Regions from separate parts of the Zea mays genome. Here all the other regions are linked to region 2. The links are chromatin contacts, called in public Hi-C maps. All regions are on one chromosome and are shown on one strand. The core of a region is the stretch at or near the end of the contact, and the rest is flanking DNA. Distances in the headings are between cores, read along the strand shown.

What was found. Hi-C and Micro-C count contacts between places; a contact is called where the count stands out from the background.
Region 1: a contact with region 2 is called in a Hi-C map of bundle sheath, with 4 times the contacts expected there. The contact joins the promoter of LOC100381608 here to the promoter of LOC100191555 in region 2. A contact is called at or near these places in 7 of 25 Hi-C or Micro-C datasets (bundle sheath, ear, leaf and 2 more).
Region 3: a Hi-C map of leaf shows a contact between it and region 2, with 4 times the contacts expected there. The contact joins the promoter of LOC100502179 here to the promoter of LOC100191555 in region 2. A contact is called at or near these places in 6 of 25 Hi-C or Micro-C datasets (ear, endosperm, leaf and 2 more).

The regions. Positions count from the first base shown.
Region 1 is chr5:45,915,308-45,919,172 of Zm-B73-REFERENCE-NAM-5.0, reverse strand. LOC100381608 (WEB family protein At5g16730, chloroplastic) reads right to left here and starts at 2,586. Exons shown (of 3, transcript XM_008645719.4): 1 at 2,008-2,586; 2 at 1,159-1,519; 3 at 1-1,014. The coding sequence starts at 2,030.
Region 2 is chr5:45,669,287-45,673,083 of Zm-B73-REFERENCE-NAM-5.0, reverse strand. LOC100191555 reads right to left here and starts at 1,374. Exons shown (of 3, transcript NM_001294148.1): 1 at 1,024-1,374; 2 at 868-943. The coding sequence starts at 1,309. The coding sequence ends at 915. It also overlaps the pseudogene LOC103626292.
Region 3 is chr5:45,438,665-45,442,612 of Zm-B73-REFERENCE-NAM-5.0, reverse strand. LOC100502179 reads left to right here and starts at 2,261. Exons shown (of 3, transcript NM_001196656.1): 1 at 2,261-2,779; 2 at 3,017-3,210; 3 at 3,282-3,913. The coding sequence starts at 2,427. The coding sequence ends at 3,167. It overlaps LOC100286292, which reads left to right and starts at 1,058. Exons shown (of 1, transcript NM_001159179.1): 1 at 1,058-2,020. The coding sequence starts at 1,178. The coding sequence ends at 1,813.

The DNA.
Region 1 (3,865 bases), core at 1,337-3,836, 240 kb before region 2:
AGCATCAAGCTTGTTCCTCAGAACATCTATTGTAGTCTGCAGCCCAAACACCTCTTGCTGTGATGCATCCAGATGCTCATTTGAATCAGTTACATCCGCTAAAAGCCTTGCCACCTCAATTTCCATGGCAGTTATCTTTCCTTTAAGAACATCAATTTCCAATTCTCTATCTTGCAATATCGACTTGACCTTGTCCAGCTCTTCAGTCGTGGAGGCAAGTGAGTCACTTTTTAACTTCTCAGATAGAGTAACTCCCACCAATTTCATCTCAAGTGATCCTGACTTCTCCTTCCATTCTTCTAACTGCAGACAGATGTCAGCTTTGACCTTCTGCGCATCAGCTATCTCTGATTTAAGCTCCTCAATGATTTTTTCTGCTTCAGCCAACCTCTCTTCAAGGACTATTGCCTTCTCAAGTTTGCCTTTCAGAGATGAAACCTCGGACCTCAGATTCTTAACAAGAAGCTCAGCTTCACGGCTTTTACTCTCTTCGCTGGCAGCACTCGAATCAAGCAAGCCTTTCAAGCGAGCAGCTTCATTTGAGAGGATCTCCACCTTCTCCGCATTGGCCTCAGCGATCTTCATTGCATCATCTGCATGGCCAAGTGCAGCTTTCTTGGCGTCGTTCACCATGGAAAGATCACGTCTGAGCCTCTCCAGCTCCTCCGTTGTGTTGACCAACGTCTCCAAGTCCGCGGCGTGCTGGCCATGCACGCACTCAATCTCCCTCTGCCACTCCTCCTCCCGCCTCTGTGCCTCATCGATGCCTGCCTGCTCCAGCTCATCCGCGCGGAACTTCTCGATCTCAGTGGCCTCCTCGGCCCACCTCTTGGCCATGAGGGCATCCTGGAGCTTCTCGTGAGTCTCATCAGCGACTCTCTTGGCCTCGTTGAGCTCCCCGACAAGACGGTCCCTCTCTCCGAGGATGAATGCCAGTTGATCCTTGGCCTTCTTCAGGTCCTCATGGGTGGACTCAAGCTGTGCCTGCAGTTCGGCCTCCCTCCGGAGCTGCTTCTGCCATCCCAGCGACAAAAATCACAGTGATCAGGCATAGGCGTGCATCAAGATCAGACAGGGCGTTAGCAATGCAGCACCTGTTCCTCCTTCAGTGAGAGAGGAAGAAAACCAGGGCAGCGCAGTTCGGTGCAGTACACTTACTTCAGGAGTGGTGCCGATCTTGGGCACCCGGCGCTCGACGACGGGCTTGGTGTCCACGGATCTCGGGGAGCGGTCGAACGAGAGGCGGGGCTTCTGTGCGGCGGCCGATGGCGGCGAGTTGGGCTCGGACTTGAAGGGGCCCGCGCCGTTGCTGCGGGAGCGCGGCGTGGACGGCGTGCCGACGCTGCTCCTCCTGGTGCCGCCCGGCGTGGAGGGGCGGTGGCTGGAGGAGGGCGTGGACGGGCGGTGGTTGGAGGAGGGCGTGGAGGGGCGGTGGTTGGAGGACGGCGTGGAGGGGCGGTGGTTGGAGGACGCCGTGCTCGGCCTGCCCCTGCTGATGGGGGACTCGTTCGGCCCAGATCTGTCAATGGCGACATCCATCGTTAATTAATTAAAAATCGAAAATCTATTATTCTCTGTTGCCGAATCGAGCGCAAGCTCATGAACCGACGCGTGTGGCATGCAGCTGTGAGAGACGGAGTGGCCGTTACGGTCCGAATTTGAGGATTTACAGACATGAAACACCATCTGAAGAAAGGCACATTCGCGTGTGGCGGAAATCACCAGACGAGACGGTACACCACATTTGACGATGAAAAGCAACTACGGCGCAGGGAAATCGGCGAAGAAGAGAGCCAAGAAAAAAACACCAAATGAAGCGTCGGGTCTAGCTGGATTACTGGATACTACTAGATCTGCCATTGAAGAAAAGAAGAGAAAACCGACAGGCGGAACAAGAGCGCGAGCAAATAAAAATAAGAGAGAGAGAGAGAGAGAGAGAGAGAGAGAGAGAGAGAGAGAGAGAGAGAACGCAAGGGTCCGGGAGCAGGGAGGGCGAAAGTAATTCACCTCGATCTGGAGGACGGCAGCATTGTGGACGTGTGGTGGTGTGAGGCCGGGGCAAGGGAGGAGTGCCCGGCCGACTGGAGAAGTGGAGAGTGGGGGTGCCGGTGGGAGGCGGAGGGGGAGGGACGGGGAAGCAGCAGGAGGCACAAAAAGCCTGCAAAGCCAAAAGGCGGCCGAAAGGGCTGTGGGAGGCGAGGTGTCAGGTGTGCAGGCCGCCAGACGCCCAGGCCAGAGGAAGCAGCGTCCGTCCGTCGTCTCCCGTCGCCGACGGCAAAGCGAATTCCTCGTTCCCGAACTACTCCTACGTGCTACACTGCTCCATCTCCGGCTGCGAGGACGAAGAAGGTGAGAGCGGTCGTTGGCTGGCTGGCTCGTCGCGAGCTGCGGTACACTGTGGCTCTATGCCTCTATAGTGCATCGTCATCCTTGCTCGTGCGTTTTAATTAATCATCACGAGGAGGAAGGTACCCGTGCTGCTGCTACAAGTAGAACTAGAATTAAGTGCCCTCTTGGGGCTGGGAGGTGAGATTGGTTCGCCAACAGCACCTACTGGTTGCAGTGCTGGGATGCAAATTATGGGCCCCACCGTGGCTACCACATGCTGCAGTATCTGCTAGTATGATTTAGGCTCCGATAAAAATTAAAGGCCTGCTTGGAAATACAATTTTGAAATGATGTAGTTTTGAGATACTATAGTTTACAACTGTACATGACAAAAAATACTATGGTATTACTTTATCACAGTAAAACCATAGTATTCCTCAAAACCGAGATCTGTTTGGTTTTATTGGAAAAACAAAGTATATGTAGAGAGAAGAGAAGAAAACTGAGGTCCTGAGTGGAGTTTCAAAAACTCCAAAAATACCACGGTTTTAGGTAAACCATGATATTTAAAACTGTGTTTTGCCTGTACAAACCAAACACCTTTTGTGTTTCAATACTATAGTATCATCAAATACCATAGTATTGTTTCAAAACTAAAAAAACTACGTTTCCAAACATGGCCTAAGCTAAAGTTATTGCTAGTGCTAGTGATGCATACATAAAACACACACAAAGATACTAGCAGTTGCAACCGCATCGACAGTAATTCACCCGACCGTGCGTAATGGCCCGTTCGGTTGTTGCCGACGGACGCAGACTGAGCAACCTCGACGTGGTTTGCGTCGTGCCCTGCACTTCCAATCTAGCATAATCTAGTACACTATCCGTCCAATTCATTATACTTATACGCTTACTTAACTATCTAAAGTTTAAATAATTTTGTAGAGAAAAAAAGTAATACCCATAAGGACATGTTGAACCTAGATACATGGTCGTGGTTCTCTAAATACTAAATACAAGTAAGGAACTCATTCGTACAATCCAATATTTATATTTTATTCGCTATAACCTCTCAAAAACACAACTCATTTATATAGGTTATATGGGTATACCCATATTTTAGACTTAGAGAATAATGCTAGACATTACTTCAACAAAATAAGTCTATTATGTTTTTTGCACTTTTTCCTTAGATATCCCTTACGATATAGATCATTTATGTGGGTTGTAATGCCCAAACACTAGGTCTGAGAGTACGCACAACCTCGTTTATGATGGTCTTTATGGGTTAAATGAAAAAATATATAAGAGACATCTGTCTCTACATGACTATCCGTACAATCTCTTAAATATATTTATGATATGAATGATTTTAAAAACACATCATCATATCAGGTAGTTTCTTAAATGTCACTTTTATTTAGAAAATCAATCAAAAATCTCTGGTTTATAGATGCCCTAAGGGCATGTACAATGCATATTAATGGGTTGTGTCTTGGGGCATGTCTAGAAGATAATTGTAAAATGTATTCATGAA
Region 2 (3,797 bases), core at 125-2,624:
AGTGGTTGCCTAGTTGGTCAACCGGTGGCCTATATATAGGCCTGTACGCAGGAGACAAAGGAAGAGGAATATATTATCAAACCAATCTCTCTCTCTTGCAATGACTCTCAAGCGCCTAGGGCTGCTACCCTAGAACCAAGCCTGCGGCAGAGGAGTATAACCTCGCCGGAGAAGACAGCTATCACCATGGATACCAGGTGTCTTCGGTCCATGGGGATAGCTGTCTTCTCCAGCGAGGTTATACCCCTCTGCCGCAGGCTTGGTTCTAGGGTAGCAGCCCTAGGCGCTTGAGAGTCATTGCAAGAGAGAGAGATTGGTTTGATGATATCTTCCTTTTCCTTTGTCTTCTGCGTACAGGCCTATATATAGGCCACCGGTTGACCAACTAGGCAACCACTAATTAGACAAGTGACTAATTGGAATTATCTCCCCTACAATTTAGGTCTATCAATTTAGCCACCAAATCAGTCACTTTCCTTTGCCATGCCTTCCTTGTGCGCGCTTTCCTTTGTCATGCCTTCCTTGCGCGCGCTTTCCTTTGCCATGCCTTCCTTGCGCGCGCTGCTGCCAGCGCCCCCTGCGGCCTCTCGCTTTTGGCGCGCATAGGTGCGGCCCCACATGAGTGACCGCTCCCTATGATGCCCATGACAGGCCCTTCCTGGGATTTTGTCCGGTCCCACCATGGACCCATATTTGGGCTGGTGACAGCCTCCCAAAATTGTAGGGATGCATACTTGCAGAGTGATTGCAATGTATTTCCAGCATCACAAATGGCTTTGGAATGAAATTTCGGTTTCCACCACATAGATTAATTATTCATAGAAAGGAAAACATTTCATTTGAAGCTGCGCTTAGTTCAGGCATCACCTCTCCAATCCAGGAACAGCAGCACGAGAAGCAAGGCAGCAGCGCCGCTACTCCGCCTTGACGGTCTTCTTGGGCTCTGCGAAGCAGAAGAAGCAACAGCCAAATAAACCAATAGATCATGCCGGGATAAGGATAAGACGAGGCATGGATTCTGACCGTGGAGTTCAGGCGGGCGGGCATCCTTGCCCCAACCCACGCCGCGGGTAGCCTCTAGGTATTGGTCGACGAGGTGGCGGCACTTCTGGTGGTGGTTGATGCCCTCGATGCGGTAGCACCAGCGGAGGCGCTCCCGGATGATCTTGGCGGTCTCGATATGGATCCACTTCTCTCGCACCAGGTGTTCCCGGTACTCGAGCATCGCCACCGGGTCGGCATACGGGTTCTTCGGGTCGAAGTTATCCGGCGGCTGCTCGTCGAACTCAACCTTCGCCTTGCGCACCATCTTCTCCGATCGCCGCCGCCGCTGCCGCTCGCTAGGTCCTTCGATTGGGTGGAGGATGGGATTGGTGCGCTACATTCGGTCGGCCGGTCGGATGGGACTTGGAAGACGAAGCTGAATGGGTCCACGAGCCCATTATGCGAACTAGGCCTGTGGGCTGTTACTGACTAGAGTCGGCCTAACAAAATGATTAGAGTTGGCCCAATAGAATGACGAGTCAGCCCAACGAAATGAAGCGTAGGTGGGCCAAGAGACGACTAATCGGTAGGAGGCACCGATTCACCCAGGTGGAGGGCGGATTCGAGAAGAGCCGGCGCGATGAGCTCGCCGGCAAGGTCGACCGTCTCGGCGGCGAGTGGGGGAGCCGTCTCGGCCGCCGAAGACGTTGCCGATTCCATCGACGCGCTCTACCGCAAGGACGAGACCATGGCTGGTGATACGCCTCTCCCTTGTGCAAGCGTTGACAGGTGAATGCCTTAGAGAGTCAGAGTGACTGACCGATCGGATTGGCCTTACAGAACTCAAGTTTGAGGTGATGGAAGCGCTGCGGAGGTGAGGTCGCTCGACGATGACAATTGGATGTTCGCGCGCGTCGCGGTTCCGCATCAATCTCGAATCCAGAACTGGTATAGCAAGGGATTCCTCCTAAAATTAGTTGCATAACTTGGTTTTCTAACCAGTTTTTTTAATCTGTCTATATGGCTTGAGTTCAGTGTTCCTGTTCCTAATGAATGAACTGTGTACATTCCTGATACAGTTGCTACATTTGTACCCCATTGGGGCATGTGTTTTTCAGGTGCTTACATGCCCAAGCAACACGGGAAACTCTCGGAGCTGGGGCAAGCATCCAAGAAAACAAGGAACTTCTAGGGTGTAGATGTTTGTGCTTGCAAGAAGCCTAATTCATGACTCCATGATGATAGTGAAGGTGGGATTCCATCTAGGCTGTAGCGTCAAGGATGATTTTGTCCAGTTCCAAATCAATCTAGTTGCTTCCTGCTAGTTCAATTTCAAGCACATGTAAGGATTTTCGAGTGATTGAGATGTCAATGTCATGGTATTGTACTATTGTTCATGACTTGTGCCCTTTCTATCTTTTACAAACTCAGCCTGCCTTGTTTTTTCTTACATTCATGATCCATCGTTTACTTTCTGAAACAAATATGTATGACTTCTCAAGAGACACAATTGTCATTTTAGGGCTGATTTAGTGACCATATAGGGGTATTTGGTTCCGTCGATTAAAGTTTAGTTCATGTCACATTAAGTCTGTTTGGAAATATAATATTTTCTTAGTCTCAAGACAATACCGTAGAATTTTATTATACGTATTTTACACTAAAAGGCGTTTGGAAGCACATCTAAAAACTTTATATTTTAAACCATGGTTTTACCAATACAATGGTATTTTTGTGGTAAAAAAACTTTGGTTTGGACCAAAGTTTTTTTCTTGCACACAACTCTAGTCTTCTCTTCCCCTACGCTACAACTGAAATATTATGTCTCCAAATAAGTGTTGGATTAGACTGATGTAAAATACACTATAGTTATGTCATAGGATACAATACACTATGGTATTATAAAATGTGGTTTTGAGAAACAGAGTTCTCAAACAGGCCTTAAATGTTTGAATATCAATTGTGAGTATTAAATATGGGCTCAATTAGGTTTAATAAATTCATCTCATATTTTAGTATTTATATGTGTAGTTAATTTATAATTAGACTATATTTAATACCTGTAATTATCATTTAAACATTTGATGTGACAGAGACTAGATGGGTGGAACCAAACACCCCTTTAGTTGGAGAGATAGCAAAATGAAGGATCGAATAGGCGACTAGAGGGGGTGAATGGTGTCCAATAAAATTCAGTCTTTCAAAACTACAAATTAAGCACTTAATTTCAATAGAAATGAAGAAATTGTTCAAACAAAAAAAACACATCAACTAACCAGTGATTTCATGTTTTGAAAATGTTATTAAAATTCACACGATACCAAAGAAACAAATGGATCGCAAAATGAACACTGAAAAGTTTGAAACAATCCAAAATTGTATCGCTTTTCTAACGTTGTTTTTAGCAGCTTAAAATTTAGTTTTTGAATGCAAAATCGATCCAAACAGACTCCGATTGAGCTAAAATTTTCCACACTTTTACAAGTGAGTTTCTCAGGTGTCCACAAATTTTGAACTCAAACAGGTTTAAACTTCAATAGCATACCAGAAAACCCGATCTTAACTTAGAGTTTTGTCAAATGACCAAATTTGTTAGAAACATGTCCACGAAATGGATAAACTTATAGAATAATTTTGCAATGATGCCAAGACAGTTTCTAATCCAGAGAATGTCCCCCAAAACCTCTCTCAAACTCTTGAAGGCAAGGATCCACTTAAAAAATTAAACGAAAGAGTTTGAAAGGAGAAGAAACAACTCAAAAGCCAATACCATCATAGTTGACACAAAATGAAATGCCACGAGTACTAAGTGT
Region 3 (3,948 bases), core at 1,012-3,511, 230 kb after region 2:
AGGAAGGCCAAGGGCGAGGCACACATCGGGAAGGAATGGGACTCCGACTGTTCCTCATCCGACTCCGAAGATGAAGGACTAGCTGCCTCGGCTTTCAACAAGTCTTCGCTCTTCCCAAACGAACGACACATGTGCCTTATGGCTAAGGAGAAGAAGGTACGTATTCGAGATACTCCTAAGTATTCTTCTTCTAGCGATGAGGAATCCTGTGACGACGAAGTAGATTACACTGATTTGTTTAAAGGACTAGATAGAGCTAAAGTAGACAAAATAAATGAATTAATTGATACTCTTAATGAAAAGGATAGACTGCTAGAAAAGCAAGAAGATATTTTATATGAGGAACATGATAAATTCATTAGTGTTCAAAAATCTCTTGTTGTAGAAGTTAAGAAAAATGAAATATTGTCATCTGAATTGTCCTCCTGTCATGAATCAATTTCTAGTTTAAAGAATTTAAATGATGATTTGAATACTAAGCTAGAGAAAGTAAATACAACTAATATATATATATATATATATATATATATATATATATTATATACTTTCTGCTTATATATTTCTATTGTATATATATAGACTGGTCTGACACATTAAGACATTCTAGGCTATTTGGGTCGACCTAACATAGATAACTAATTGTAGGCTATGCCCTGAGCCGATTACTGAGTATGCGGGCTGGCATAGAACGACTCATAATTAGAGATATGATTTTACAGGCTATATCTTTATAAGTCGTACGCTTATAAGCTTGTATCGTGCCGTGCCAGACCCAAACATACGATTGACACAGACACACTAGAGAAGGAAACTGGTTGTAGTCGTTTTAGGGAATGTTTTTCCTTCAAAATTCGAGGATCTCAAATAAAAAAAAAGTCATTCCGACTACGTGCCTCCCTCTATTGTATGGTAGGAGTATATACTAATATACATAGTTGTGATCTGCCATGTTGGCCGGCCGGCGGCCAGGTCTTCGGAGTTCCGGCGCGTGGTGCCGTGTCGTGCCACAGTTTGGAAAACTGCTATTCGTTGTCAGTTGTTGGCTTGTTGCCCTCTCATGTCATATACGTACTGATACAGGGCGTGCCGACTTTCCAGGGCGCCAATTCCCCTCCAAGATCCGTCTTCTCCGGCCGCTCCACCCAATTCGTCGTCCTCCCCGCCTCCGGATCTGAACATGAGCGACGCGACCACGGCCCCCGCCACCGGAGCCGGGGACCACGTTGTCGATGCCGCCGCGCACAAGCCGCCGGCTGCCCCGTCGCCGGACATGGCAAGCATCAGACGGGGCGGGAGCTCCGTGACCGAGACAGTCACCCAGGCAACGCAGCAGCAGCAGTCGCGGCTGGACGACGACCAGCTGGCGGAGCTGCGGGAGATATTCCGGTCCTTCGACCGCAACGCCGACGGCAGCCTGACGCAGCTGGAGCTGGGCTCCTTGCTCCGGTCCCTGGGCCTGACGCCCAGCGCCGACCAGCTCGACGCGCTCATCACCCGTGCCGACACCAACTCCAACGGCCTCATCGAGTTCTCCGAGTTTGTGGCGCTCGTGGCCCCCGACCTCCTCCAAGACCGGTCCCCTTACTCGGAGGACCAGCTCCGCAAGCTCTTCGCCATCTTCGACCGCGACGGCAACGGGTTCATCACCGCGGCCGAGCTGGCGCACTCCATGGCCAAGCTCGGCCACGCGCTCACCGTCAAGGAGCTCACGGGAATGATCAAGGAGGCAGACACCGACGGCGATGGCCGCATCAATTTCCAGGAGTTCTCGCGCGCCATCACCGCCGCCGCATTTGACAACATCTTCTCCTGACCGACCGACCGACCGAGGCCGCAAACAGGATGCGTTGTGTCGATCATCGATTCAGTTCTTGGTGATTCTCAGTTTTCAATTTGTTCGTCTTCTTTTGGGGAGATTAATTTAGGAAGCTATAGATGAGGTGAGGTGTTCTTATGAATAACAGATCAAACAAAAAAGGAATCAATTTAGGGACAAATTACATGCATGGTTGATTGTGTTCGTCTATTTCCATGATTGTTTGCGAGCCCGTTACATTTGTGCATGCCATTTTAGTCTTTGTAAATATGTTGGGCGGATCGCGAATAATCGAGTCAAGACTAGAAATCATCACCCTTCCTGTACAACACCAATAAATGAGACGTCTCTACAGCCGTCTCTATGGGGTTTTCTGTAAAATTTGTATCCACCGGGCTCTCTGTGGATAGCCCGTCTCTGGTGCGTTGCTCGATGGGGAAGAGACGGGGACGGCTCAGGCTGTACATGTTCGAGTGTCTCTTCCAGATCCGATGCGGATTGCCAGCTTCATTCCCTCCAAATTTCTATCTTCGCGCGGGTTTTTTCATTTCGCGTTGCGCTTTCCTTTTGGGCCCATTCTGAACTGAAGCAGTGCCAGGAGAGATCGGCCATGCAGCAGAAGACGGGCGCCGCTGCAGGCATCGGCTTGCGACGGTCGACCTCCACTGCCCCGACAAGCCGCCGCTGGATCCCACCTTCCCCCGCTGTGGCCCCTTTGCCCGCAGCCGCCCCGTCCGCGGTTGCCCCATCTGGCCCGTATGCAACCACCAGCGCCGCCCAGGCAGGCTCCCCGTCAGCGTCACCAGACGACGCGCTGCTCTCCCGCGGCGCGCGGATGGGTTTCCGCGTCGGCACCCCGCCCGACCCGTCGTCTTGTCCAGGCGGTGCACGGCTCTACAACGCACCAACAGCGGCAATGTTCCCCTCCACCACCGGCCCGTCGTTCTTTGATTTGCTTCAAAGGTAAGCAGAGTCTGATTCTTGAATTGCATTAGCTTTGTTGAAGATGGTAGGAGAGGAAATATCTCTCGTCCATTAGCAGTAAACATACAAGAAATTTCGTCTTTGGATAATCATGAACAACCAGATCTGCATAATCAAATGTATGTTTAACACAACTGAACAAGCTTCTTTGGATAATCAGATGTATGTTAAACTGAGTGGTTGTACCAAATCTGAGTGTTTGTTAAACTTTTGCAGCTTCGAGGGCATCATGAGCTGTATGATGATTCAGCCACACAACCAGCCCAAAAATGCTCATTTTATTGGACATCTGGGACATACACTAAATAACCCTATTAACATTCAGGTGAAGATGCTTATGAAGAAGATGAGATGGAGATGGAGTTAGGACCGTGGCACGACTAATCTAGAAACAAAAAGATGGGAGAGTGGTAGGCTTGTAATCAAGTTTTTGATATCTTGTGCATGTTTTATTTAGAATTTAGAATTTCTTTTTTTGTAGATGAGTGCATGGCTCAAACACTCTGTTGACTCAATTAGGGGAAACAGCAAAAAATCTGAACAATATTGGTCGGATGTGGCACAAGAGTACAACCTGACTACTCCAAAGAACAGACAGAGGACTAAAAATCAGGTTAAGGAGAGGTGGCAGTGGCACAAGATAAATAAGTGGGCTAGCATGTTCAATGACTGTTATTTGAAGGTTAGGACTTAGGAGGATATACACCGGTGGGTATTCTGATGAAATGTGGTTAGAGAAAGCACCAACTATATGAGCAAGAGACTAAGGGACCACATTTCATTTTAATGAATGTGTGGAACATGGTTCGGAGTTTGGCAAAGTGGATTAGTATAACAACCCAATCCAGACTAAGAGGAAGGAGACACAGAAGGATAACAATGTAGAGGGATGTGGACTTGATGATATTGATCTTCCTCGGTCAATGGGACAGAAGAAGGCTAAACATGCTGCATGTGAAAGAAAAGGAAAAACAAAAGATAGTGCCATAGACATCGATGAGCTTGATAGATTTGAGAAGATCCAGAATGATGTTCGTGCTAATCGGCTTAAGCTACTAGAAATGCAAGGAAAGTTAAATAACGACAAGATGGAGCTATCAAAAATTGCTCTCCAATAAGCAAAGGAAGGGAAAGATGCAAAACTAATT